Regions from separate parts of the Mus musculus genome. Here regions 1, 2, 4, 5, 6 and 7 are each linked to region 3. The links are chromatin contacts, called in public HiCAR-type, Micro-C, capture Hi-C and promoter capture Hi-C maps. All regions are on one chromosome and are shown on one strand. Each heading gives the region's core, a stretch centred on a gene start, on an enhancer-like site or on the middle of the called end of the contact. The rest is flanking DNA. Distances are from core to core; before and after follow the strand shown.

Region 1 (3,063 bases), core at 308-2,807, 1.8 Mb after region 3:
AAGAATCCACCAATCCCTGAGCTCCCCAAGCTCAGGACTTGAAATCCTACCAATCCTCATCCTGGAAATCTCTGTCCTGAAAAGCCCCACCCACTAAGAAACCCTATATAAGCCCTGCTCTTTGTTCAATTCCCTGCTCTCTGCTCCTGGAGCGGAGGTGGCCACCCCTGGATTCATCCCTCCACATTTTGGACCCTCCAATAAATATCTTTTATGAGCTTTGCTGCCTGGTGGTACTCTCTCATCAGAAGCCAAGAAGCAATGAAGAGAAGGAAAGAACAGGAGTGGGGCTGAGCTGGGGATACCCTCCCCCTGGGAGCTGCAACACCTCAGTTAGGAGGCTTCCTCTTAGAGCAGTGTGGTTCCTGGGCTTCTGTGTTTCAGGACGCCCTTCCAACTGAGCAAGAACACTTAGAGAAGGCCGCTGGGCCAAAGTCAAAGAAGAGTACAGAACACATCTGGTTGAGACCATCCAGGTGCTCAATCGCATTACCATATTTACTGCTAAATGACTTCATACGTCCTTTATTTATTTTTTCCTTTAAACAAGTAACTGGATACACGCTGGTAAATGCTACCTACCTATTTGACACATTTCGGTTCTGAATTCCTTTTTAACTTTTTCCTTCTGGGTTGAAGAGAGAATTCAAGGCCTTGCATATAACAATACACTTTTACTTTAAAACACCCAGTATGGGGAAGACTGGGACAAAATCAGGAGTTCAAATTCAGCCTGGGATACGATGAAATTTACACTCACTCTCTCTCTCTCTCTCTCTCTCTCTCTCTCTCTCTCTCTCTCTCTCTCTCCACACACACACACACACACACACACACACACACACACACACACAAAACAAAGCCAAATAAAAAGCTGGGCATGATAGGGTTTGCCTGTACTCCCTGCACTGGGGAAGCCGAGGCAGAAGGAGCACTATGGCCAGGCAGGCCAGCCTGGCAGTTAAGTTTGTGGTCTTAGGTTGGATTAAGTCTCTGTCGTGTTAAGATCAGTCCAGCTCCTTCTCTAAACTTCACAGGCCCAGAACACTGTGGAAGTCCCTTCTCCCACTACTGGTGAGACAGGCTGGGCCTCCTGAGCCTCAGAGTCTCAGGACGGTGGCGAGGGGCCGGGGGTGGGGGGAGGGAGGGAGCTCGACCCACACCTGGTCCCCTCGCCCAACTTCTGCCCGATGCCCAGATTCGGACATGCCCTGGGGGTTCCACACAACGCAAAAGGGGAGCACCAAGCCTGGAACCACCCTCCCAGCCGCGGAGAGCACGTCGACCCAAACACCGCAAGCCTTCGATCCGCGGAGAGCGCGCCTTGCTATCCGCGTGGGCCTGCGTGGACGCCAGGACCGCGAACACCCAGCTGGCACGCGCGTCCGGACAGCGGAGAAAGAAGCTCCGGCCACCCATAGGCCAGGGTCCTGCAGGGGGCGGGTTCCCATGGCAGATACGAGCTGTGGATTGGTGAAGCATCCGAACGGAGAGTTTGGATTGGTTGCTTCATGGGGCGTCCTCCGCGGAGAAGCGGCAAGGGCGGAGGGCGTGGCGGGCGCCTGGCCCTCCCTCCCCAGGAGTGCGGGCGCCCGCGGGAGGCCCCGTCGTCGCCGCCTGGGACCCTGGCCCAGCTACGCGGGTCGCTCGGGACGTGCGGCGGTGTGGAGTGAGGTAAAAAGGCTGTGGCCGGCTCGAGTGTCGCGGCGCCAAGACTCGAGTCGGGGCATTCCCCTCGTGCCCGGGGCTCCGCGTGGGGGACCCTGGGGGAGGCCCGCGGCCTGGAGGGCACAAAGGCTGGCCGCGATGGGGGCGCCTCGCGCGTTCGCCTCCATCTTGCGGACCGTGCCGGGTGGAGGCGAGCGGAGGGGCAGGCTGTGGAGGGCCAGCGCGGCCTGCAGAGCGCGTGGGGCCGCACCTCTGGCAGCCCCATGCAGCTGTGCGCGCGTCGACCTTGGTCGCGGAGAACCGGCGGGTCACAGCCACAGCCGCTCGCGTCTGGACGGCTGCTGCTTCCATGGCCCAGTGAACGCATCCGGAGGAGGAAAGCAAAGCGGCGCACTTTTTATCTCTAAGATCTACCCTTGTCATCTGTCACCTGTTAGCCAGTCTCAGCAGCCCGGGAGCACATGCCCCAAACTTAGTAATTTTATAATTACCATGTTTTATTCAATTAAAAATTAAAAAAATAATAATAAAAGCTAAAAACTCCCAGTGCCCGAGCAGAGTAGACCTTACTGGGAATTGATGGGGTCCGAGACAAGGAAAGAGGTAGTCTGGTATACAGCTTGCGACACTTTTTGCTTTGGGCTTGGTTCAAATACAAGCCACTACTCACCTAGTTCTCTCCAGCGGACTGGGTTAAATTCTGGATCACTTAGGAACAGTGGGTGTAAGGGAACCCAGCTTCACATCATCACAGAAGCTTTTAAAAACTTTTTCCCTACCCCCACAACTGAAAAACATACCCTTCTCTGGGCAGCCCATATGGGCCTGGGTTGGCAATGAAGTGGTTTCCCCGCCCCCTAACAGGATGAAAGGTCTGTAAGGGAAGGAAACCAAAAGAAAACAAGAACAAGTGAAGCCCAACGTTGAGGGAACCGGAACTTTTAAAAGCCTTTAAGTTGTTGGATTATTTTTACAGGTTAAGGAAGCAGCTGGGCTCTCTGAATCAATTCAGACTTTAGTCCCTTTCATACTACTAATTCAGGATAAATTCACGTGTGCCTTAGTTCTCTCATCTATAAAGTGGAATTTAGGCCCCAGCACGACAGGACAAAAAAACATGGCTAGGAAGAGTAATAGTGCCAATTCCAAGGTTTATAAAATACCTAAGATAAGAAGAAATACTTAGACCTACCAGAGCACTCGGGAGAGAGAGGCAGGTGGATCTCTGAGACTGAGCTATATAAACACAGAGACCTGTCTTAAGATGCCCCACCCACCCACCCACCCAGGTACCACTACCAAATATCTGTATAACTCTTGCTTCTTCTGGTGTCTGTCTTTCTGTCTTGAGGCCATCCCTCAAACCTTTTGTGATTGCTGCTCTGACCCCAGAGA
Region 2 (3,002 bases), core at 284-2,783, 1.9 Mb before region 3:
GCTGGGGTGTCACTCCTCCTCCTGATACTAGGGCAACGGTGCCTGAGCACAGTAATATTATGGTTGTGTAGCAAAGTGTTCTTATTAGATACGCATATCAAAGTATTTTTAACGTTTAAAATTGGGACTGTGAATAAGGCTCAGTGGATAAAGCTGTTTGCTGCCAAGTCTGAGGAATCAATTTTGATCCCAGCGACTGAAATGGTGAAAAGGGAGAACAGAACAGACTCTAGAAGTCATCCTCTGACTCCCTGCAGGCTAAAGTAAGTGTACTTTACATTTTTTTCTTAAAGAAAAAGTTCAAGGTTAACGTAAACTTTATTTTAAAGTTCTAGAAGTCACAAAGCTAGCAAATAACAAAGGTGGGTCTGCTTCGAATCAAATCCCAGTCTAGCGACCTCCTGAGCTCCATTTTGTCTTCTCATAACCTACCAAAATCTGTACTCCCAAATCCTGCTAATATACAGAATCCTCTCTTTTAGGAAGCTATTAGTGACTTTCCTCCATGTTTAGATGGTCCTCTTTTGGTCCCCCAATGACAACTGGACCCCATCTGTATTTAAATAGTGTATATATATATTTTCTCATCCACTCGCAATAAACTCTTGAGGATACGAATCTAGTTCCTACAGTGTGTAATACATACTTCTGCAGCAGCAGAATATCACTCATATTTGAAGTTTTTCTCCACCTTTTGATGGGAAAACTCTGAACTTGCTCAGGTCAAACCACAGACCTGCTTTTATGCATCAAACATGGAGCATAAACAAACTGACAGACCAGATTTTCAATAAATACTTTGAGTGAATAAATGAATAATTCAGAAAGTAACCTCCTTTCCCGTGACTGAGTCTCATTCCCCAAACAACCGTGCTTGACTCTTGGGAGAAAAAGACAGGGTTTGAAATTACTTTTATCCTTTAACATTTAAACATTGGTCATTTTCTCCCTCATTTTCACCGTCATAATCACACAGAACATGATTTTCACTATTTGAAAATGTGAGGTTTGGGGGCAGAGCGGTGGAAATCCTTGGGTTTATCTTACGGCTAACTAGTAGCAATTATGTTCAACATCTCAGCTAAATGCCACAAAGTCATAAATTGGGACTTGGAGGTGGTACTCCGAGGGAAAAGAATACAAGTTAAGCTGATTTATTTATAAGCTTTCTTCCCTGGATTGGTTGTGTTAAAGTCGCACCTTCTTGGGTGTGACCCTCGGTGACAAAAATCTTCTCAATGTGTACTTATTAAGTCTATGACTTTAAGATGTGGGATAACGGAAGAGTTAAAATGGTGTTAGGGAAAGCGGTGGTTTTTTTTCTAGATGCTTTTATTGCAGAAACAAGGGGAAATTGACAAATAACCTTCCCAGAGGTTTGCCTGAATTGACAATCCCACAGACCAGGGAGACCTGACACTCTGACAGATGCTTTTGCTGCAAGTCCGCTGAGGTGGGCGGGTCCCGGGAACTCAAGGCTGGGTGGGGGTGTGCCCGAGGGCGGGCCCAGGGCTGCAGGGCGGAGCCGCGGAAGGCGAGAGGCAGCCTGGGAAGTAGCGCCATATTGGCGGTGGCCGCGCTGTATTGTCATAAATAGAGCCGGTTTTGTGGTGTTTTCACTACTCGGTTGAATGCCTCGGCTGTAGAGAGTGGGGAAGTGAGCGAGCTACAAGCGAGCGAAGGGAATTGGACAGAGGAAGGAAGAGAGGGCAAGAACAGGACCCCAAAGCGAAAGACACTCGCTGGAGAGAGACGCAGGAAGCGATGAAAGAGATGTCTGCGTAAGTGGGGGCGGCGGTTGAGGGCGAGGTGGAGAGAGGTGCGCTGAGGTGGGCAGCCCCGGCTTCCAGCCCCTGCGCCTGGCACCCTGCGCAGCCGGCCGGGACCTCTGCTTTCCGCTGCCCTCCACTCCGCAAGGGCATCTCCCCTACCCGGGACTCACCTGGCCGCCCGGCGGGGATTCGGGAGTCGCCGTCAGCCCCCCGCCGCCCGCCTCTGAGGACGCCCCCAGACCAGGATGAGGGGGAAAGGCGCGTGTGGCTGAGGAGAAAAAACGGTCGGTCACTCTCCTGCCCCAGCCGTGTCTGAGCCCGTCTATTCTGTCTGCATTGGCGCAAATACCATCCCCCTGCCTCCCCTCCTCCCGGCCGGACCCGCTATCTTTCAGGTCTTTCGGAGAGGGACTGACCTAGCGGAGCCCCTAGGTTTGCGGTTGCTCCATGAGAAAGGCTAAACCCTCTACCCCGTTCCTTCCCACCGACCCACAATATCTACCGGGCTGTATCTATCCCCTGCTCACACTTTGATAAGTCGGAAGCAGTTTCTGTACTTGTCAAGAATTTATTAGAATTTCTTACCTTTCACTTTATCCGGAAATAATTTCAACGTACAGAAAAATGCACAGAAATACAAAACACCATTTGTGTAGCCACCACCCATTTTTCCCTAAGACTAACATGGGGTGTGTTCTTAGCTCTTTAACCTTTCTTTCTTGAAAAGAAGTCGAGCATTCCAATACATCTGAAGACTCGCCTATCCTTTCTCTGATTGCATTCACGACGCTCTTCCAAGGCCCCAGAGCACTGAGTTTGGTGTTTCTTGTTACTGCATTTTTAATGTTGATAGTACCTATCCCTGTATCCATAAAAACTGTGTACCTGTTTTAAACTGTTTATAGGGTATTTATTATCAGTTACTACTCTGTAGACTGGTTCTTTAGAACATGATCTCTCTGACCTTTTGCTATGTTAATATTTTCATTATTAGTTATTTTTTATTAACTAATGTATTCCGTTTATAAACATAGCCCAGTGTAGTACTTTTAGTGACTATTTTGAGCTATTTAAAAGTTTTTTATAGAATGTCAGTGAGAATTCTATTTACCTATCTTTGTACCTTCAGTAACATTTCTGTAAGGTTTTTTTTTTTTTTCCTTGTAAGTGAAATTCATAACACTTTTTGAGACCTACTTCTTAGAGTTCCTGTTTGGTTTGATTTTATGA
Region 3 (2,813 bases), core at 3-2,502:
GACCGCGCGGCCTGGGCATCGCGGTGCTCCGCTCTACCTTGCTCTCGGCGGCTGCCGAACTCACCCACGCACATACTGTGGTTCAAACTTTTCGCCCGCCTGTTGGGGTGAGAACGGCAGAAGATGAGGAAAAAGAACTAGGAAAGAGTGTAAGTGTGGTCCCTAGTATTCAGTAGGAGATGCCATGTAAAAATATTGCCTTGTTCGGGGTTGGGCCGAAAATACTCTTCCCTCTCGCTTTGAAAAGTACACACAAGAAGACGATCTCAGCAAGTTTATTCGGCTGGAAACTGGGGTCTGCCAGTAAGAACAATCCGGGGAAATTGTTTCGAGGAGGCTCCTCCAGTAAGGTGTAGAAAATGAAGTGAGAGGGATCGGGGTGTGTAGCCACATTTTCCACCAGACTGTTCGTTGTAGGTGGAGATCTGGAAAGACTGACAGATTGTGAAAAAGAAAGTTTTCTATCAAATCCATGAGAGAGAGAGAGAGAGAGAGAGAGAGAGAGAGAGAGAGAGAGAGAGAGAGAGAGAGAATGTAAGGAGATTTGAGTTCCAACGGTTCCGAAGAAGCTTTTAGGACTTGCGAACACCTTTGGTGAGACTGCCTGGGAGCCCCTGGAAACGCTGTGCAGCTGGGAATTGGCGGCGCCTCCCCTGCCGGTGCTCTTTCTGGGCGCAAGAGTCCCGGGTCGCCGCAGGGCGCCCTGCGCGCCGAGAGCTGCACCCCCACTCCCGGCTCCGCTCAGCAGCCCGCGCCGGCGGCGACCGCTGGTTGTGGGGGAGCGGAGGAGGAGTTGCTGGGGCCCCAGGGAGCATCAAGGAGTGCCAGGGGCCAGCACGCCCCGAGTCCTCGGCCTGGGAAGCCTGGCTCCCACAGTGCGGCAGAGCCTGGCGGCGCGCGCGCGCGAGCAGGAACCGGTTATCCAGCAGCTTGACGCCACTCCTCCGGAGCGCGGCCCGGGCAAGGGGAGGGCGGGGGCCCTCGGGCGAGCCTTGGGACCCGGGGCCCCCTCTGTGCCAGCAACTCCGGCGCAGCCTTCGCCCTCCTCAACTCGTTCTGAGCGGAATTTGCCAACCTAGACCCAGAGTTAGCGCGCGACCGGGGCGGGGCCGGCGCGCGGGGAGGGAGGAGGTGGGGGCGAGGGAGGGCGGGGGCGCGCGGAGGTAACCCGGGCTCGCCATTGCCCAGCTCCCTGTCACTCAGTCCGCTCTAGGCCCCCTATTGGAGGCCGAGCCCCGTTACGCACTCGCCTCGCGTTCACATACCCGGGGAGGGCAGTAGAAAGGTGATCAATCTTCATCAGGCTACATTTCCAATCACCTAAACAACCGAGCAAGACAAGCCACTCCGACAAGGTAAATTGCTTGATTTATTTAGTTTGCCAAGTGACTATGCAGGATTTCTCCAGTCCCTACCGCCTCCGGCTTGCTCCGAGAGAGTGCAGCTGCCAGCGCAAGCCACCTCCTAACTCTGTCCCTCGAACACCCCCTACTCACCCACCCCACCCCCCGGGTCCCGGGCGAGGCCAGGTCTTGAGAGGAAAAGCATGTGGGACTTTGCAACAAAGTGTTTGAGCAATAAAGTGAAACCTGGAGGTACACGCACAGAGCTCCTAGAAAAAATGCAGGAGACGGGAAGAGGGAAGTTGAGGGAAGAGGAAAGCCTAGGGTCCCGCCGTCTCCGGGGTAATACCTGTGCGCCTCCGTTTTGCAGGTTGGCTGCCGGCGAGTCTCGGTGAAGGCGAGAGGTAGATGGTGAAAAGCCGCGACTGCGGAGGGCAGGTAAGGAGGGAGTCGCCGGGCCGCGCGCCACCCCGGGACGATGGTGGCCCCTCTCGTCTCCCCGTCCTCTAATCGACCCCCGCTACCTCTGTCCGGGGCAGGTGGGCGGGGTTGGAGTGAGAGGCCGGGCGCCCCTTGGCTGCCCTGGGGACCCCAGGCCGCTCGGGAGCCGGCCGCCCCCTCCCCCGCCTCCTCCGAAGCTGCGGAACTGGGCTGCTAAGTTAGACGAAAGTACTCGAAAACTCACACCGCAGCCGGGCTTAGCCGCGGAGGCTGCAGGCCTGTGGCCCTTCGGCCCAAGCTCTTTGAATCCTTCCTTTCCGCCTTATGTGCTCGCTGACCTCCCCCCACCCCCTTAGTCTAGGCTGAGGGTCCCCCAGGGCTGAGGCGGGGAAAGGAGTTGGGATGGGGGAGCTGCTTTAGTTTTACCTCCCTTTCTCCCCGGAATCTCCTACCCTTGGGTCCTGGGATGTAGCTTCAAGCCCCCCGCCGGTCCCAGTCATACTCCCAGAACCCCTTCTTTTGCTGGAGCAGAGCTGCGTGGGCTCAGAGTGTCTGCGCCGAGCCTCGCCCTCCCGGTCGGCTGTGCGTGAGCTTTACAACCTGAGGCCTAGTTCCTTGCTCTCCATCGGGTTCATATAGGACGGCCGATGCGACGCGACCTGGCACGCTAGGCCTTCCAAAATCCCTAGAATGTTTGGGGCGCTGGGTTGGCCATCAAATTCTGGTGGGACTCGGTGTGCTTAGCAGACTTGGTAGAAAGAAGGCCCGCCTGTGCGAGCAAAGGAAGAGGGGTGACCGCCTCGGAGGTACCCCTGACCTTGGGCGGCATCCTGAAACTGCCACTTCTACTGTGGTGCCTTTGGCGTCTTCTTGCCGCCTTAGCCTGGCCTGGGCCGCATCTACCCTGGAGGTGCGGTGGGATTCCTGTTCAGCTATCTCTTAGTGCTAGGGGCCCAGAGAGGTCAACTAGAAAGGTGATTGCAGGCTCTGGGGTAGGAGGCAGCGCTGGAGATCTTTGAAGAAATGATG
Region 4 (2,784 bases), core at 124-2,623, 1.3 Mb after region 3:
AAATAAATTAATTTTCAGTTTTACACGCATTTTTTTTTACTTTCATTCTCAGACAATAAACATGTTTTACAGTGACATACTTTTTTTTTTTAATTTGCACACGAGCTACACCAGCAGGGGGCGAAATACAAAAGGAATAAATTTGACAAGCCATATAGATTTTTCTCACTTCAGTGACTGGCCAATAACAAAAATATTCAGCATAACCACAAAGCAGCAATGCAGTCTCTGTTATCTTGCAATGACTGAATTGTGAGGAGACAAATGAGGGTCTATTTTAGTTCTTCAAGTTAATTTGTCTAGAACATTGCAGAGGCAGGATAAACCATGATGAATTGCTATTGTCCTTATCTTTTTCAACGTGTGTAATTCCTCCAGTCAAAGGGCTAGACAGTTCTCTGAGATGACGGGTGTTTTCAGTCCTTGTTCCTTTCGGTTACTGCTGAGCTTTGCGGTTTGGGAACTATTTTAAATAATTCAGCGTGGGCAGAAAGAGAACCCGGCAGGGCTCAGGGTTTGTAGGGTAGAGTCCAGGGTTCACCGTCTGAGACAGGAATAAAAATCCTGCAGCTTTGTCTGAGTTTTACAGTGGAATGGTTTCTAACAGAGTCATAATAAAGGACGGGGAGATGTTATTAAAAAAAGACCAATTGCTCAGGAACCGATGGAAACAAAAACCTCTTATGACCTCTATTGTATAGAATCGCTCAAATGCACAAGTTGATTGGAAAGATGTATGAAAATGATCATCTTCTCCAAACACCAACACAATTCTGGACTGATTTTTGTAGAAGACCATTTGTTAGTTTGCCTGCTGACTTCTCGTCTTAAGTAGGACAATCACTTCTCGTTTGTTAAATAACAGCTTCCTCTTTTGTTGGCTTACATAAAAAGGGAAGGGAATGAAAGTCTTTTATTCCGGGCAAAAAGGACAAGCTGCTGAATGTTGTCCAGCCGGTTTTTCAGCAGAGATCTGGTTCCGTATTTCCATACGTCTGCAGTTTTATTCCAAGGCGGAACTTAACCCTCTCCCCGGCTCATCGGGAAAGTACTGGGCGGAGAGAAGCTCAGGTCTGTGGCCCGGAGCGCTGCCTCAGAGGGTCGGGAGGGGAGGGAGGACGTCCCCAGCCCACACTTCAGTGAGTACGGAAAAAAGACCGTTTGCCCGCAACCAAAATGGCGAACGTCGTTCCACACGACGGCGCCTGCGCAGAAGTAAGAAGTCTGTGACACTAATTCCCCTGGAGTGTCCTCCCCCACCCCGGCACCCACCAGCGCCCGGCCCCGACCTAGCCACCTGCGCCCGGAAGTGACGTATGGACAGCAGCGGTTCCCCGCTGCATGATGGGAGAGTGTGTGGAGTGGGCGGGGGTCTCCGCGGAGGAGGAGGAGGCGGAGGCGGCGGCGGCGGCGGAAGAGGGCGGAGGGTAGTGGGATGGGGGTCCCGCGGCAGCGCTGAAACTCCGGGTGGGCGTCCATGGCGCCGCGCCGCTGACAGGGCTGGGAACAGCTCCCCTTCCGCCCTCACCAGCTCAGCGTCCGAGTAACCGGTCCTTCCCCGGGGAGCCAGTTCCTCCCCGGGCCGCCGAGCCATGCCCATCGCGGCCGCCCGGGACGAGCCAGGTGAGTGCTGCCGCCGCGCTCCCGGGGTGCGGAGGACCCGGCCCGGCTAGTCGCCCCGGCCTGGAGCGCCTGCCCGCGTCGGCCCGCGTGCGGGCCTGCGAGCTCCGGCGCGGGCTCTGCTCTTCTCCGCGGGTGCGGAACGCCGCTGGCAGCGCCCGAAGCCGAGTGGCACGGCGCTCGGCATCCCAGGCTCGGCCGAGGAGAGCCAGCCGTGCCCTCCCGGCCGCCGTGGCCCGCCCTGCCTCTCGCCGTCCACCCGCCCCGAGCTGCGCGCCGGGGTTCCCTCCCGGCCGCTGTGTAGAAGTTTGGGGCTCCGCTCCGGCGTCCTCCTGCTCCCACCTCCCTCGTGACAGGTGTAAACACTGTCTGCCTCGCGGAGGCCCGAGGCCGGCTGCTGCAGGACTGTGCCGCCTCGAAGGGTCTCTGAATGCTCCAACGGACAGAGACGGCCCAGAGCTGTGTCCCTTGCGGAGAGGACCTTTTAGGCACTCCTCAGGAAATTATCTGTGTCTTCTCCCTCCTTGCGTCCGAAAGTTGAGCCATTATTCTTTAAGCTCCCGACGTGGCAGGTGCTGCCGGGGACAGAGGGTGAACGGTGGTGGGTTCTTTTTCCCTTTGGAAACGGAGACTAGTTGTGCTTCCTACCGCCCCCACCTTGTTGGTTTATTCAAGTTATAGCGTGATGTCCCTCTGAATCTGAATCTGTTGCGGTTGAGGAAAGAACTGACTCATACATGTAAATATTAACGGGGAGGGGGCAGGGAGCGTCAAAGGAGCGTTGGTTCTGTTTCAGAGTTCTTACTAAAAGAAGTAAAACTTTACTCAAACTTCAGGGCATAAATATCTTTCACGAGGTGTTTTTTTTGCGGGGGGGGGATAGTGGTGGGGATAGGAACTTTGGAAAGGTTCAAATCAGATTTTACATTTGTTGAACTATTAGAGAAATATATACTAAACTCTAGGGGGAACTCTGCTTCAACTCTAATGCGTTGATATAAGCAGCCTAGTTTACCATATTTTATAAGTTTCTAAACGTTGGCATTTGTAGGGATCATTTTTAACACTCTCCAGAAGTGTATTTGTTAAAACAAAGTACCTATGGTAGCCATATACATGGATATCTCTCACACGAATAGCAAGTTAGATCCAGCATTGTAATTT
Region 5 (3,049 bases), core at 29-2,528, 1.3 Mb before region 3:
ACCTTATAAAATACTAGGAAAATGTAGGATGACACAGATATGGGAAAATGTAGTTTGAATATATACAAAACACCTACTTTAATCTGTCAGGAACTAAATACATAGCTGAAAATAAATTATAAACCTTTTAGCCATTAAAGTGAAACTCAAGCACATAATAAAGTAAAAATTAAGCAACCAAAAGGGAATTACAATCTACAAATAGACTTTTTAAATGAATGAATTAAAAGGAATAAGTAGTTTCGAAATCTGTCAAAATATCACACTGAATATAAATTCCAATACCTCAAATGAATATTTGTCACAAATCAAGTTTGTGTAAATTATCTTTTCATCTAAACCACCTCTGGGCCCACAAGTGGCTGACGTGCAATATTCCCTGTTTCTTAAGCAGAAATGCAATCTTGCAAGGCCAAAAATAAAATATGTAATACAATAATAAAGAATAAGGAGTAAGGCCTCTCATTTTCAGAGACAGACCATGACTAACTCGGGGTGGTTGTCGTTGGTAGAGATCTCCTTATAATAGACTTTACTACTTAAACGACGAATGGTACTAAAGAAATACTATCACCTTTATTTTTAATTAAGGTAAGACGGTTCCAATCATCACTATTGCAGTTCAATTTCTGCTATTTAAGGGCTGGCAGATGGATTGAATACACCCACACACCCTCAAGGGATGGAAAAATCACCACCCTTCTCCCACGGACTTTAACGAAAATTAGCAGGTAAGCGAGGCCTCCCCAGCACGCTGGAAATCAAAGAGGGCGGCCCTGAGGCTCGGACTGCAGAGCAAAGCCTAGTCCTCCGACCCCACCTCCCCACACCTTCCTCGAAGGGGGAAAGGGGCGGAAGGGCTCATTAGTGCCTTCATTAATTGACACCTGTAATGAGGAAACTTTCCGAGACCGCCCAAGCCGGACCCGGCCGGGGCTGCGCCGCGGCCTCTCGGGCGCCCAGGTAACCCGGCGGCCTGGGCCCGAGGCGCCGCGACGGCCGCCGCCACCACGCACCTTCCCGGGCACACAGGCCCGTACGCCGGGCCGGCCCGGTCGCCGCAGCCCGCAGGCCGGGAAGGCAGGCAAGGCGGGAGAGCACAGCCCAGGGACCCCCAAACCGTGCACCCCGACGGGTCCCCTACCCGGCGACTTACTTTCATTTAACACCTCCACCAGGTCTGCGCAGTTCTCGCACATCGTTCGGCCGCCGCCCCCCCCTCCCCCGCTTAGGATCGCGCTGACTGATCCCGACCGGCGGGGGGGAGGGGACGGAGGCAGGGGAGGGGGCCGGCCTGCCGGCGGGGCGGGGAAGCGACGAGGGCGGGCGGCGGCGGCGAGGACGGGGCGGGGAGCCGCGGGTGGGGGAGGGGGCCGGCGGGCCCGGGAGCGGGAGCGGGCGGGGGCGAGGAGGGGGGCGAGGGGAGCGCAGGCCTCAGGGGCGCCTAGGCGCCGGCGGCGGGGGAAGGGGGAAGGACGGGGGAGGGGAGAGGGAGGGGTGGGTGGGGAGAGAAGCAGCAGAGTCACTTCACCACCGACCAGACGCCGCGGCCACCGCCGCCGCCGCCGCCATTTTAATGGAGCGCTCGGGCTGCGCTCGGCTCTTTCCGCCCAGGCGAAGGAGCCGAAGAGAGGCGCCTCGCGCACTCATTCCTCCGCCCTCCTCGCTGCCCCCGCCCTCCGCCTCTCTCCGCACACACGCCGCACGCCCTGCCGGAGCCGCTGGCCGCCCTCCCTTTCCTCTTCCGTCCGGCCTCCCCGCCCTCGGTCCACCCCCTGTGCGCGCTCGCCCTCCCCGCCCAGCCGGATCTCTGTCAGCGGCCGGAAGGGGAGCGCGCCGCCCGCCGCCGCGGGGGGAGGCGGGTGAGTGGAAGATGGCGGAGGCTGCGGGCGGGTCGCGGGTACGCGGCCTCTCCCGCCCCTACGGGCTCCGCGCTCCGGGAGACTCGGCCGGAGCCGCGACGGATGGCCCGCCCCGTCCCCTGCCGCGGCGCGGCGCCTCCTGATCTCCCGCACCCCCGAGGGGAAGCGGTGAAGTTTGCCTGTCCTTCGGGTACTTTGAGGGTGGAGACGGCCGCGGGTCAGCAGATGCTGGCAACGCCGCGGCTCGCTCCCCACCTGGCTTCGGGAGAATGGAACAGCCCAGGGCGCGTCTTAACCTGAATCCCTGTTTATCTCAGCCGTGCGGTTCTGTGAGGCTCATGGATCCTCAGCAGTGAAACACCTTGACAGGACTAGAAATGGCGCGGTTGAGAAACCGTGACACCTCGTTTTTACGCACGAGGTCTTACAACGTGTGTGTCTACCCATTCATTCTTCATCGGAAACGCTCTATTAGGCTTTTTCATCAGAGAGAGACAGCGAGAGCTAGTACCGTGAGGAACGAAGCCTGGCGTGATGGTTTACGACAGTACTTCCTAAATGCAGGCAGGAGGGTTGCTCCGAGTTCGAAGGCAGCCTGAGCGACTTTTATAACCCCATTTGCCCAGTGCCAAAAGAAATGGAGCCAGGAGTGGAAAACAAGTGAAAGGGACACCCAACTTAAGTTTGGTATTGCATTAAGAACTAGAAGCTCGGGCTGGTGAGATGGCTCAGTGGGTAAGAGCACCCGACTGCTCTTTCGAAGGTCCGAAGTTCAAATCCCAGCAACCACATGGTGGCTCACAACCACCCGTAATGAGATCTGATGCCCTCTTCTGGTGCGTCTGAAGACAGCTACAGTGTACTTACATATATAATAAATAAATAAATCTTAAAAAAAAAAAAAAAAAAAAAAAAGAACTAGAAGCTCAGAAAGATGGCTCAGCAATAAGAGCACTTGAAACTCTTGCGGAGGATCCAGATTCAATTCCCAGCACCCACATGGTGCTCATAACCATCTATATCCTGTTCCAGGGCATTCGAATCCCTCTTCAGACTTCTGCGGTCACCGTCCACACTCCTAGCACACACACACACATACATACATACATACATACATACATACATACATTAAGGCAAAAAAAAAAAGAGTAATTTTTTAAACAATTTTTACAGGACAACTTAGTGTT
Region 6 (2,835 bases), core at 90-2,589, 1.2 Mb after region 3:
GACCCAAGACACCAGCCCTTTATAATAACCATGATATATTGTACCACGCTTAGCTAATAGCAAATAATTCAATGATTTTTTCCCTATGCTGACTCTTAGAAATTCAGAGAATCAAAGTATGACTTTAAAATATCAAGTTTCTTGTAATTGCCTAGTATGTTAGAATAATTAATAGGTGTGATTCTCAAGCTCAGATGAGTAAACAGGAGCAAAATGGGAGCCACAATGACAACTCTTCAGTCTCTAATTCTGAGAACCACTTCCACAAAGGCTCCGACTGTGGATTACAGGCATGTTCCCTGTCCCACAGAGATTACCATGATTAGCACTGGTCCATAAAGGGACACAAAAGCTGCAGAGACGCCAGGTCCCCCAAAGGGCCCCTCTGGGACTGTAGCAGCTCACTTGCTCAAGCTCCTTGCTTATTAGTGTGGTGATTCACACAGTGCATTGGGCAAGCCGAGTATGTCACCTAATAGAGAGTATGTTGATACAGCCTTATCTGAGAAGTTACATAATTATGCTAGTGTCAGGATACCATTACAGGAGTCTGAGCCTTAGCGTGAAAGAGGAGTGTATTCCCTAGGAAGTATTACACAAAGAAGGACTGGAGACTCCATTACCCCAAACTAAGCAAGTGACGTAAAATAGCTAAGGACAGAAACTGTGTCCACTTCAAGTTGCGGCTTGGCCGGGCACCTGCTGAAGAATGCTTCCGGGACCCCGACACTAGCCTGCGCTTCCCTGGGAACAGAGGGTTGGTCGGCGCTCAGCAAACTGTCCCCCTAGAGTCCTGGCTGCTTCTTTATTTAGGGTCAAATATGTACAAGCCTTGGACCTCCATTCTCCTTCTCCTCCAAACAGTGCAACTATCTTTCCTCCCACTAGGTTGGAATTCTCTGAAAGAAGCCATACCAGGTCTTCCTCTTTGGAGTCCTCCACCTTCTCTCGACCTCACTCCTGATCCACCCCCACAGTCCCCCAGGATGCGGAAGGAGGTGAGTGAGTAGGGTACCGACCAGGAGTGTCCCCAGCACCTGTCACCTGGCCCACCTGGGCCCTCCCTTCACCCCTTTCCCCAGCCCCACCCACCTTCCCGCCGACAGGCCACCGCCCTCCGGCCTTCAGCCGTGGTCCAATGGCCGTAGGGCAGGGCACGCTTAGCAAGCCGCGGCTCCCGGGCCCCGTCCCCGCCCTGTTCCCGGTTCTCGGTTCCCGAGCCGAGCCCTGCCGCCTTTAAATGCCACCCCAGGCCAACGCACTGCGGCCCTCGCCACCGTCATCCCCTCGCCGCCGCGATCTCCGCGCCGCCCGCCTCCCTTCCCCCTCCCGGGCCTGCGGCCGCGCCAGCCTGGGGCGTGCACGCGCGCCCGTGTGTGCGCGCGCCCGGCTCGGACCCGCGCCCGCCGCCGCGTCCCCGGCGCTCGCTGCAGGAACATGGCGGGGTCGGTGGCCGACAGCGACGCCGTGGTGGTGAGTGCAGCGGCCTCCCGCGAGGCGGGTAGCTCAGAGGGCCGGGGCAAGGACTACGGACCCGCGGTGCCGCGGGAAGCGCGGTACCTGTCAGCCGCCGCGGGGTGCGAGCTCGGGGGGCCCCGGGCGCGGGGCAGGAGGGCGCCGGCCAGGTGCGCGCTGGGCGCGTGTGCGTGCACGTGGGTTAGTGTGGGGCCGCGGTCCCGGCGTCCGGGATTTACCCCTTTGGAAACGGTCCCGCGCCGGGGGCTCCGGAGAGAAGCCGAGCGCTGCCGCTGCACTCCAGCCACGTCCCCGAGGACAGGCCAGGGGGCAGAGACTCCGGGAGCGTTTGTGCTTGGAGAGGGGCCTGCCGCCCACCTACACGGGCTTTGCTTCCCGGGTGGGCCGCGACCTTGAATTTGATCCGGTCTCAAGAGCCTGGGGATCATCAGAGGCTTAGACCGGATGGAAAGGCCGGGTTTTGTTTCGCGGTTATTTAATGGGCTATAAAGAGGCATCATATGTATGTGTGTCTGTGGAGGGCTGCTGGATCACTACAGATTTGTGTTGATTCCTCATCCTTCCATTCACTCCCTAATAAACAAGGGTCTGTGGAAAGCCAATCTGTGTGCTTCTATTTTTAGAAACTTGATGATGGGCACTTAAACAACTCCTTGGGTTCTCCAGTTCAAGCCGACGTGTACTTCCCACGACTGGTAAATCAATGTGCTCCGTGTCTCTGCCTTTATCCTTTTCCCCTCTGGTGCATTTCCTTGCTTTCTAATGGGTCTGATTCTCAGGGCTGAGGGTTTGGCTCGTCTCTAACAGCCCATAAACATCCTGTCTCTCCCCTCTTCCTTTGCAGATAGTTCCATTTTGTGGGCACATTAAAGGTGGCATGAGACCAGGCAAGAAGGTATTAGTGATGGGCATCGTAGATCTCAACCCCGAAAGGTAAGGGCAGAGCCCTGCCATTGCTGAGTCCCGCGGCTGCCTCCTCCCCTTACCCTACTTGCACAGTGTCACTAGTTAGGAGTGCCAAGAAAGTACCATGTTCCCATGAAAAGAATGTGTATCAATCCTAGCCATCATCTCTGCAGATAGCTATTTATATCAGTGATGATAAAAATAGGCCTACAGTTAATCTTTGACCCTTGAGAAGGCCAAAAGACTTCTTTTTTTATGGTTTTGAAACACGGTAGTCGTAACCAAACCTGTTAGAATAAATAAGAACCAAACTTACAAGATGTTTCCCTTGTCAAGTTCTGTGGCTGTTTTTGAGAACTCTGAGATGGATTAATGCAAGGGTGGCCTGAGGCATTTGAAGTCTTCAGTTGTAATTATTTTCAGTTCCACTGGAGTTTTCACCAGAGCCTACTT
Region 7 (3,051 bases), core at 414-2,913, 1.0 Mb before region 3:
GCTGGTTAGGCTCTGCTTCACTCTACATAACCTTGAAACATTTGCTACAGGCCAGGCCTGGGGCCCCATACGCTTAATCCCATTACTTGGAAGGTGGAGGCAGGAGGATCAGGAGTTTAAGGTCATCCTTAGCCACAAATAGCAAATTTGAGGCAATCCTGGACCAAAGGAGTCACTGTCTAAAATAAAACAAAAAAGCCGAGGATGTAGCTGTTGGTACACCACTTGCCTAGCAAGCACAAACCCTTCGGCCCACCCCAGCACTGCTAAGGAACAGGGTGTCGAGGGAGCGAGTGCCCGTCCTGGTGCTTTATCCCAGCAGAGTGCTGGTTTAAGTCCAAGGTTCCCGGCTTTTAAAGTGAATAAAAGCTGGGCGTTTTTATTACACACCTTTAAACTCAGGAAGCAGAGGTAGGCAGAGCTCTGTGTGTTTGAGGCCAGCCTGGACTACACAGAGTGAGTTCCAGAACAGCCAGGCTATGTCTCAGAAAACAAACAAAAATTTAAAAGGATGCTAAGATGTTTTAACTGTTAAGAGCACTTGCTGCTCTTGCAGGGGACCTGGGCTTGATTCCCAGCATCCATATGGTAGCTCACAACTCTCAGTAACTCCCAAGGCACACATTCATACACATAAATCTAAAAACAAACACACAAAATGAATAGAACAGATGAAGGAGAGGGGGTGGTTACATTCAAAATATACTGTATGAAATTTTTAAAGAATAAAAGCATTGCTGGAGAGATGGCTTAGTGGTTATAAGTACTGGTTGCTTTTCCAGAGGTAGAGATTATGTGTGTGTGTGTATAATCTCCTCCTCCATATATATCCTTCTGCTAGAAACATATAACACATCCAGGACATAATACTGAAAATGTTTTGTGAAAAGATCTCACTGCACCCATATCATCCCTTTAGGGAACTGGGATTTCGGCGGTTTGTTTATCTGGATGCTTCTCTACATCTGGAGCATCTGTCCACTGAACTTCAAACACGGTTTGCTAATGGACTGCTAAAATCCACTCCTAACAAAAACTGATAAAACACACTTGTCAGTACAACTTATCATCTGAAAGTTGATCTTTTATGAAAACTATGGGCACATCAGTTGTCTTCGGGGGGGGGGGGGGCAAAAATAAATGTAAAAATCAGAACTAAAAAATTATTTATTCCCAAGATATACTGGAGAATAAATAGGAAGTAGAGTTCTGTTCTTTGCATACTCTAGAAATAGCTATAAAAAAACCACTCTCCAATAAAGTTTTGCAGCAACCTTTAGTTGGGGCAGAGAGCAGGGAGGGTCTACAGAGGACACCGCATTTCCACCCGTCCTGCCCGAGACGATCGGACAGCCCTCAGACCCCTCCGGGCTCTCACATTACCGACGCCCGCATCTGCCACACTTTCTTCTGTTCCTCCTCCTCCATGGCCGCCGCCAACCCCGCTGCTACCAAGGACTCTAAGGAGTCTTCGCTTTCGTACTGGGCGACCCTTGCTCCGGTGATGGGATTTGCAGACAGGAGAAGGCTGGCTGCCGCCAGTCTGGCCTCCTGGTGCGGCGAAGCCATCGCCCCGCCTCCAAGCCCAAGCGCCCGCGCCCGCCCAGGGCGGCGTGCAGGCGCTGCCACCTAGCTCACAGATCCTGGCTTGGGGCGAGCGGTTACTAGGGGCTCGGTTACTAGGGACGCTACAGGAGGTGGCGACGGACCATAACGCACGCAACGTCCTTTTTCACTGTCACAAATGCGAACCCCGAGTCCAGCTAGTGTCTAATGATGGTTTCTGATACAAGCCTGCGGTTTCTAGAAGCATAACTGTCTGAAGCTACACAAACGACTACCACAGCAAGCTAAAGTAAAACGCAATCTTCAAGCTAATTGCTCAATGGGAGTCTCACCAGCGCCGGAACAATTACTGATTCACTTGAATGACACCCAGGTCTCCGGCAAGGGACTGAGCTTTTCTCTGGTTTCTAGCTTTATTTCTGTCTAACTACCTAAACGAGAACTTCTCGCGGTATACGGACTTAAAGCAGAAAGCGCGTTTTAACTAGCTGGATCAACATATTAGGGCACAGAGGGACAGGAAGGACCGGGTGTTGGGTGACCATCCCAAGAAAAGAACAGGCTTTGCAGCGCGCTATTCAACATGGCGGAGAACCCAGTTCATCTCTAATTGACAAGAACCAGCGGGTTGACCAATCAGAAGGAGAATACTTATTTGTCCCACCCTCTTTTTTCTCGACTGACCAGTAAGACACTAGACATAGGAAGTGTCTGTCACTCAGACCAGTGAGTGAGATGTGGTAGCTTGTCTAGCGGTTCTGCAGCTAGCTTAGCGGCAGATTAGAGGGGGCGAGAGCCTACAAGGACCACACCCTCCCAGCTCAGCCCTGCCAACCTCCTGATCGGCCTCAGGTTTTTGGCCACTTTGGATGCTTTTTCAGTGAACTCTCAGCCACCTGCAGCATAACACTTTACTTAGAACCCCAGCTAGCGCCCCTGTCCCCACCCTAAGGTTCCAGTACTTTCCACGTTATGCGGCACACCTTCCACAGAACCTGTTTCTGACGCAGTTGTTACCACCCCTTCCTTGTTCCCCTCTGCGAAGCACCTATCACCTTACCTTCCCTGCCTCCTGTTTCAAAACGGTTGAGCTTGCCTTTTCCAACGGAACTGATGATGGATACTGGTTGGTTCTGAAAAGCTAGATGTGGGGAGGGATCCATAGCCATCTGAATGAGAGAATAGTGACTTTCTGCCAGCCACATGCAACTAGTTCTGTGATGGGACTTGGTGTAAACAAGACCTATTGACAGACTGAAGCCCTGTAAGTGGGATGGTTTTAGGAACATGAAATAGTAAATAATGGATATGAAGGACATCAGTGTGTACATAGAATAGGAAAGTTTCGGCTGACAGTATTCTAAATTTGCAGATATCTATTAACACAGCTTTTAAAAAAAAGGTAGATCTGAAAGAAAATGGCACCATTAAAGTGCTTTTGCAGGCCAGCCAGTGGTGGCGTATGCCTTTAATCTTAGCACTTGG

The links. Promoter capture Hi-C pulls out the DNA fragments that hold promoters and counts their contacts. A called contact is a pair of places that touch in the nucleus more often than the background predicts. HiCAR-type assays count read pairs that join an accessible place to other places. Capture Hi-C pulls out chosen DNA fragments and counts their contacts.
Region 1: a contact with region 3 is called in a promoter capture Hi-C map of cranial neural crest. The contact joins the promoter of Cep68 here to the promoter of Otx1 in region 3. A contact is called at or near these places in 2 of 39 promoter capture datasets (cranial neural crest and pre-B cells).
Region 2: a promoter capture Hi-C map of liver shows a contact between it and region 3, with 2.9 times the contacts expected there. The contact joins the promoter of Papolg here to the promoter of Otx1 in region 3. A contact is called at or near these places in 2 of 39 promoter capture datasets (both in liver).
Region 4: a contact with region 3 is called in a HiCAR-type map of astrocytes, with 4 times the contacts expected there. The contact joins the promoter of Aftph here to the promoter of Otx1 in region 3. A contact is called at or near these places in 2 of 39 promoter capture datasets (cranial neural crest and liver) and 1 of 115 datasets of contacts at active chromatin or transcription factors (astrocytes).
Region 5: a contact with region 3 is called in a Micro-C map of embryonic stem cells, with 5 times the contacts expected there. The contact joins the promoter of Usp34 here to the promoter of Otx1 in region 3. A contact is called at or near these places in 1 of 484 Hi-C or Micro-C datasets (embryonic stem cells) and 2 of 115 datasets of contacts at active chromatin or transcription factors (astrocytes and large pre-B cells).
Region 6: a contact with region 3 is called in a capture Hi-C map of embryonic stem cells, with 3 times the contacts expected there. The contact joins the promoter of Lgalsl here to the promoter of Otx1 in region 3. A contact is called at or near these places in 2 of 39 promoter capture datasets (HPC-7-derived erythroid cells and liver) and 1 of 9 other capture datasets (embryonic stem cells).
Region 7: a contact with region 3 is called in a promoter capture Hi-C map of liver, with 5 times the contacts expected there. The contact joins the promoter of Fam161a here to the promoter of Otx1 in region 3. A contact is called at or near these places in 1 of 39 promoter capture datasets (hippocampal neurons), 1 of 115 datasets of contacts at active chromatin or transcription factors (embryonic forebrain) and 1 of 9 other capture datasets (liver).

The regions. Positions count from the first base shown.
Region 1 is chr11:20,247,918-20,250,980 of GRCm38.p6, reverse strand. It overlaps Cep68 (centrosomal protein 68), which reads left to right and starts at 1,557. Exons shown (of 7, transcript NM_172260.3): 1 at 1,557-1,674.
Region 2 is chr11:23,893,801-23,896,802 of GRCm38.p6, reverse strand. It overlaps Papolg (poly(A) polymerase gamma), which reads left to right and starts at 1,533. Exons shown (of 22, transcript NM_172555.2): 1 at 1,533-1,781. The coding sequence starts at 1,765. It overlaps Gm12061 (a long non-coding RNA gene), which reads right to left and starts at 2,551. Exons shown (of 4, transcript XR_872317.3): 1 at 2,358-2,551; 2 at 1,943-2,040.
Region 3 is chr11:22,000,090-22,002,902 of GRCm38.p6, reverse strand. Otx1 (orthodenticle homeobox 1) reads left to right here and starts at 1,252. Exons shown (of 5, transcript NM_011023.3): 1 at 1,252-1,355; 2 at 1,714-1,781. Gm32517 (a long non-coding RNA gene) reads right to left here. Exons shown (of 3, transcript XR_003949861.1): 3 at 2,319-2,469.
Region 4 is chr11:20,740,145-20,742,928 of GRCm38.p6, reverse strand. Aftph (aftiphilin) reads left to right here and starts at 1,373. Exons shown (of 10, transcript NM_001290545.1): 1 at 1,373-1,623. Gm46272 (predicted gene, 46272) reads right to left here and starts at 2,297. Exons shown (of 1, transcript NR_168691.1): 1 at 1-2,297.
Region 5 is chr11:23,305,124-23,308,172 of GRCm38.p6, reverse strand. It overlaps Usp34 (ubiquitin specific peptidase 34), which reads right to left and starts at 1,278. Exons shown (of 80, transcript NM_001190401.2): 1 at 1,157-1,278. The coding sequence starts at 1,199.
Region 6 is chr11:20,829,612-20,832,446 of GRCm38.p6, reverse strand. Lgalsl (lectin, galactoside binding-like) reads left to right here and starts at 1,339. Exons shown (of 5, transcript NM_173752.4): 1 at 1,339-1,473; 2 at 2,100-2,171; 3 at 2,321-2,409. The coding sequence starts at 1,438.
Region 7 is chr11:23,006,959-23,010,009 of GRCm38.p6, reverse strand. Fam161a (family with sequence similarity 161, member A) reads right to left here and starts at 1,663. Exons shown (of 5, transcript NM_001363283.1): 1 at 1,384-1,663.